2 separate regions of the Sus scrofa genome follow, and region 1 is linked to region 2. The links are chromatin contacts, called in public HiChIP or PLAC-seq maps. All regions are on one chromosome and are shown on one strand. The core of a region is the stretch at or near the end of the contact, and the rest is flanking DNA. Distances in the headings are between cores, read along the strand shown.

Region 1 (3,363 bases), core at 340-2,839, 490 kb after region 2:
AAGAAAAATTCCCAGAGGAGAAATTCTATGCCGTAAGATATGTCTGGAGCAAGAAAAAGAGGCCCAGGATTCAGGCGAATAAGGACAGTGGCCCCTTAGCTGGGAGAGCAACGAGACCGTGAAACTGGTAAGAGATGGTTGCATTTTTCAAAATTATATCCAGAAAAGGGCCCACTAGTAGACACACAAACAAACAGGTTCTAACTGCTCGGGGCCTCATATAATTTGTCAAATGAAACCCCTTTTAAAAGTCAAGCAGTATTTAAGAAGAAGAATACAGCATGCTCTGCCTTTTGTTCTTCATCTCTCTTCCATTTTAGAGGGATTCTGTGAGTTTTCTAAATGGAAGGACTTGAACGCATTTGCTAGAGTCGGCTTTTTAAATCTTTGTCAAGTATTTTTTGGAACTCCATGACTTTTAAGAATTTCCACCAAGCACTCCATCTTCCCCAGAGCACTCTCTTCTGGTCCTCATCCTCTAGTTTCTCACAAGTGACTTGCCATTTCAAAAAAAAAAAAAAAAAAAAAAAATTCAAAGCTCAGTTTCTATTTGTTACTCAATATTTAATTATAATTGAGGATATATATGCCCAGCCCTTTGACTCTACTTCGAAACATCTCAATGTTCTCATTTTTTAAAATGTCATGCAACAAATAAACATGCCTTTTGTGCTCAACTCTTCGCTTCTTAAAATACTTGCTGTGATCCAGAACAAAGACACACCTGTCTATACCCTCCCTGCCAGTTTCAAATACTCAGCTGGCAAATATTTGCAGTTCCGCAGAAGCAGGGGCATGTGATACAATGGCAGAAAGTGAATGAGAATTAGTGGTGCACTGATCCTCCAGGCACAGGCTCACAGACTCAAACCCTGGCTTTTGTACTTCAGAGGTTTGGAGTCCGGGACAAGTCTTTCATCGTTCTGAGCCTCGGTTTTCTCATCTCTCAAATGGGGGACAATGCGTCCCTGGCAGGATGATTATAAACATCCCAAGAGGTCATGTTGCAAGGGTCTGGCAGAGTGTTGTTCAGTTAGGATGCCTGTGACTGCCAGAGACACACCCTCCACGCCAAAGGATTTGCTGGAAGAGATTAATTTTTCAAAAAGCACAGAAGTAGGGCTTCCCGGGGTGGGTGCACAGGCTCCAAGGTGTCAAAGATCTAGGGCAGTTTCTCTGTGGTTCTTGTGGCTGCAGGAGCTCCAGATAGCATGTCTTTCTATGACGATGTCCAAAGCAAAAAGGTGGCCATTTATCTTTGCATCTCTCTCATCCGTGAAAATTCTTCCTCAAGTGCCCAGTAACATCCCTTAGCCTGCACTGACTCACATGCCTGTGTCTGAGCGGCAAGAAAAGCTGGGAGAAGTGAGTATTCAGCCTTTTATTTCCCTGTACGAGAAGGACTCTGCAGCAAGAGAAGAACTGGGAAGGCCACGGCGGATGGGTGGAAAGGCAACGATGTCCGCCTTGAGTGCTTGGCTCTGTAAGCCCTTATCAATGTCAATTTCTCTCTCACTTTGTTTGAAAGCTCAGCACAGCAGGTGCTGGCAGATCCTTCCAGACCCTCCACCTGCTGTGAATGTCCCAGCCAGTGTGCTAGCTCACACCCCCTTTCACATCAAATTTCCTCCTGACTCACCACCTAGACTTCTACGTCAGAAATAAAACTAAGCTGCCCATTGGAAAAACAAAAATAGCAACAACAACAACAAAGAAGAAAGCAAACTTCCTTTTCTTGTCCAGCACATGCTGTGGTAAGACAAAGGAACAGACATGAAAGAAGAGCTGGGGTTCCGCCCTTTCTTGTCTTGAAATTCCAGTGAAAGCACATGGCTATCTGGATATTTTTCCCAGAGGGAGTTACCTTTTCTATGTGATGTGTTGTTCCTGCTTGTGCAGGCCATATCTCTTTGCTCGATCTAGTCCACATGGAAAATGATTTGTTGTTGTTGTTGTTAAAAAAATGGCTATTAAATATTTTCAATAAAGCCCTTTCCCAGTTGCCTCAGTGGCAGGGAAGGACAGTGGAGAACAGCGATCTGGAAGAAAGAACCGGGAACCAGGGAGGCTTGGGGGCTGATCCTGAAGTAGGCTAGAGCCAGTGGCTGTATTTAGAAAACAAAGTAGTTACTATTTTGCAAAGGGCATAGGAAGAAAGCAAGGCTCTCATTAAAATTAACTGATGAAGATGCAGGTCTTAGAAGCTATACTTAGAAAAAGTATAGAGACACATTTAGAATTAAAATCAGAAAATAAAATGGGGACACCCCAACACAGACAGCATGGGCGAATGTGTTATGGGACAGTGAAAAGGTAACACAGACCAGACTTGGGACAGAGATGCTTATCTTGATTGTAATACTTCAGGATTCTTACTGATTTTTGAGTGAGAAAAACTGGAGTTTACTCACAGGACCAACTGTAATGCCACTATAGTTAATTACATGTGAATCAACAGAGAAAAAAATGTAAATAATATAAATATAACTGTGTGTGTGTGTGTGTAAGGTATGTGTGTAACTATATCTGTGTGTATTTGTATGTGTATGTGTGTTATTTAAAATGAATCTTTTAGCCACTGCAATACCTGCATTGGATTGAAATTGCTTGACTCTAACAGTCAAGTTTCTGAAGAACAAAGTGGGAAAGACAAGAGTGATTTAGGATTGTTTTTGTTTTGTTTTGTTTTTGACCAGCCTAAGTTCTGTTTGGTGTACTCTTTATTATAATAACTGGGATTATTTATAGTGTTAAGAGAAGATACAGTATTGGTTTTTAGAATTGAGAGACTTGGATCTATTGGTGGGAAGGAAAAATTCCACCTTATTTGATGATTATTTTCAGGGCACTTTCTGCATTTAGTTGGTTCCTCCAAATGTATTACCAACAACTTGGGTTAGAAACTGTTTCTTATTTATTATCTTTTTTTAAAAATCTTTTTAGGGCTGCATCCGCAGCATATGCAGGTTCCCAGGCTAGGGGTAGAATTGGAGCTGTAACCACAGGCCTATGCCACAGCCACAGACATGCTAAATCCAAGCCATGTCTGTGACCTACACCACAGCTTATGGCAACACCAGATCCTTAACCCACTGAGCAAGGCCAGGGATAGGACCTGTGTCCTCATGGATGCTAGTCAGATTTGCTTCCACTGAGCCACAACAGGAACTCCCTTATTTATTATTTTAATTCTGTATAGTATATCTCTTATAATGGGTTGCACACAAGATCTGATTAATACCTTTTGGGGCTGCTCATTATTGTTCTAGTACGGTTCTTAACTCATTCTTACTCTTCAGCACATTCAAGTTATAGTAAATAACTATGCTTATTTCTATCAGTTTTATTAATGTACTGTGTTGA
Region 2 (3,235 bases), core at 562-3,061:
TTTTCTGTTTTGGAAGCAAAAGTGGATGTGGCTTGTAAAAAAAGTGTCTGGCTTCTCAAACGGACCTCAGTATTGGTGTCCTTACTCCACGTCTCAGGGGCTATGAGGAAATTAGAGGTCAGAAGTTATCACATCTGCTGGTGAAAGCAGGTGACCAGGCTTTGTGCACTGGGGTCATTTCTGCCTCTCCCACTGGCTGGCTGGGCACGTCACCTCACCTCGGGAAACCTGTCTTTTTCCAGCTTCAAAATGAGGATAATAGGACTCTTCTACCCACAGAGGGATGTGGGGCGGTTGAGTTAATTGATGTTTGCATTATTGTGGGAGATAAAAGGCACTATGGAAATATAAAGTATATTACAGAAGAACAAAGTAAGGCATTCAAAGTGACTGAGGATGCAATGGAGCTAATTGATATATTGGGCAACCGAACCTGAAGATACTAACGTTGGAGTAACACTAAATCATAATCCTGATACCAGGGTTTTGAAGAACTCATTCAAAAGAATATCATTTGCTCTGCAAAAATTTCTGAGTATTGCAACACTCTTCTTCTTTTCCAAATAAATTCTGACCTTAAAAATGGGAGGTGTCTGGAGCTCCCTGGTGGCCTAGCAGTTAAGGATTCTGTGCTGTCACTGTCGTGGCAGGGGTTCGATCCCTGGCCTGGGAACTTCTGCACATTGTGGGCTCAGCCGAAAGAGAAAATGGGAGATGTCTCTCTCAGGTAAGGTTAAGTCTTTCCCACTCTTCAGTGAATTAATGTAGTCGTTATAGCACCAACCCTTAGTGTTGTCTTTCAAATGATACTTACTTTATTTTTTACGGCATTTGTTCTCTGTTAAAGGCCAGAGATTGTCTATCTGGGAAAATTAGCTATATGAAAAAATTTAAATCATTTTTAAAAGTCAATCTTTTTCATTTCCCAATTCAATTCAGAAACCAGCTGGACTTTTTTTTCCTGCTTACAGCAATCAAAGCCGACTTGATCAAAGTGTCTTACCTTCCCTTTCTCTTACTACTTCTCTTTTGTTCTTATTCCTGAGCCATCTGGTTTGACAACCATAGGAGCTGAAACACTTGCCTTTGCAGTCTTCAGAAATGCCCCCTAGAGGCAAATAAGCATTTGGCAGAACCAGTAAATAAAAAGTATAGGAGGATATTTTCTGCTTGTTCTTTTGCAGGTAGTGTCTGGAAGAGTCAGCACACAGGATAAGAACAGTTGCTGTCCACTTGGAAGATTTATAGAAACGTTTCAGGGGGACAATCAATTGCAAGGCCCAAAGGAATCTGATCTCATTTCCATTCTATAGTAAATAATGAAAGAGCCCCTTGGTATTCACTATTTGTCAGTGACCTTAGTTTTAAAGTCTGCAGAAAACACATTTTACACTAAAATACACGTGTCAGTACTGACTTCACCCACTCTATCCATCTTTCCCATCACTTTTACCAGTGTCTTTACTGACTAAAGATACACTAAACGATAGGACTTTTGAGGGGCTGCGGGCTGAGGTCTGACAGTGTGGGTGTCTTACTCTATAATCATAAAGTAGCACCTGATGACATTTTATAGATTACACATGGCATTTTGTATATCATATATGGATCACATTTTATTAATCTTTTCCATGAATGTCTTCGTATTAGAGAGACCAGAATAAAATCAGAGATTAAGCAAACAGGAGATATCTGAGCTTCTGCTTCCTAAGGTTTTGCACAGAAAAACTGGGAGGTATTCAGAAACCGAAAGCCAGCTGGCCTCTCATCCAAAATTACTCTGGGTGAATGTTAGGAGAAGATGCTGGAGGAACACAGAGGAAAGCACACTATCAGAAAGGAGGGGGTTTTGCTGTTTGTCGTTTCCTTCACATAGTGTATAATAGATCAAATTTGTTTTTGAAATCTGCTCCAGTACAAGTGCCAGCCAGATTCATGTGTGAGATCTTAAGTTTGACAGAAGGAGTCATTTCCAATTTTTTTAAACAATAAGCTATAAATAACACAAACAATGACAGGATTGTGTTGGTTTCCTCCTGATGTACCCTGGCTGAGAGCCTCGGCCCAATGCTGAGGTGGAAAGCAGGAATCCTGCCTGTCTGAGCTACAGGGTGATCCATGGCTTTTCCAAGATTAGTCCAGGAGGCAGCTTTCAGGAAGCAGACCTCCTTGCCAGACACTTGCTGTGGGGCTTCTTGAATTATTTATTGCCTAAGAGGGATCCTGGCTTTGAGCACTGGGAGTACGGTTCCCTAGGCCACGAGGGCTGAAAACAGATGCCTATCTCTCACCCTTCTCACTATTTCTGTACAACCAAATTATCCATGCTCCCCGCCCGCCCCCTAGGCATGCATTCCCCCCACCCCCACCCCGCGCTGGTGGCAAGGGACAGTAACAATTTCTGCTCATTAGAAGTGGCTCTCAGGATGGTTCACTTCCCTAGGGGAGAGCTTGTGTAATGGGTGACGCAGAATCACATTCATAAATTCACCGTGATTCATCTCAGGGCTATTACAAATGGCAGGCCCTCAGAAAGGAGCACTGTGTTTAAGTACAGCCACACAACTGGAAGACTGCTTCTGGGCACACTGCGTGGCGCGTGGTTTTTCCATGTTCCTAAAGTGTGTGCCTTAATGATTCCATAATTAGAAGCTTTCATCTGAACTGGTTAGCCCGTCAATAACTGGTGCATGTTTCACTTGGCCAACTTAAGGCAACTGCTGTTTTACCCTGATTCCTCTGGTGAAGACTGCCTCTTACTTCTCAGCCTAGACACATTCATCTGGCCATGTCAACAACGGCAGGCTTGCCTGTCCTCAGCATAGAGGGAGATCTTAATGATCTCAAGGGAATACAGAAGAAAAAATAATTATATCATGTGACCAGAAGGAATTATGGCTGCTACGGATTGCCTTGCGCAGAGAAGGTGCTCGGTAAATATTTGAAAAACATATGCTTTTATTACCTTTAAAAAGCAATCAGTTTGGAAAGTGTGGGAAGGAGTGAAAAAAATCTGGGAAAATTAGTATTTATTCCCTAAGTGTGGAAACAAAGACTTCGATTCCTTTGGTGTCAATACAACAACTCAGGCCAAGGTAAATATCTTTGTCCAACCTCAACCTCTACGTTCAGTTCAATTTGGTTCAGAAGCACTTATTGAGCATCTATTACATGTCATTCCAAGAAATGTGCTGCATGCTGGGAATAGTAAGATGATCCCTTGAGAACCCCCTAG

What was found. HiChIP or PLAC-seq counts read pairs in DNA pulled down with a chosen protein or histone mark.
Region 1: an H3K27ac HiChIP or PLAC-seq map of skeletal muscle shows a contact between it and region 2, with 12 times the contacts expected there. The contact joins two enhancer-like sites. A contact is called at or near these places in 1 of 47 Hi-C or Micro-C datasets (heart right ventricle) and 1 of 2 datasets of contacts at active chromatin or transcription factors (skeletal muscle).

The regions. Positions count from the first base shown.
Region 1 is chr5:94,181,867-94,185,229 of Sscrofa11.1, forward strand. No RefSeq gene overlaps it. Among named protein-coding and RNA genes, the nearest start is that of KITLG, 170 kb to the left of the region's middle. Within about 2 kb of position 1,590, at least 2 of the 83 cell types and tissues checked have an H3K27ac peak or open chromatin away from gene starts, as enhancers often do. A contact at or near this core is called in skeletal muscle, where this site is marked.
Region 2 is chr5:93,687,815-93,691,049 of Sscrofa11.1, forward strand. No RefSeq gene overlaps it. Among named protein-coding and RNA genes, the nearest start is that of KITLG, 330 kb to the right of the region's middle. Within about 2 kb of position 1,812, at least 18 of the 83 cell types and tissues checked have an H3K27ac peak or open chromatin away from gene starts, as enhancers often do. A contact at or near this core is called in skeletal muscle, where this site is marked.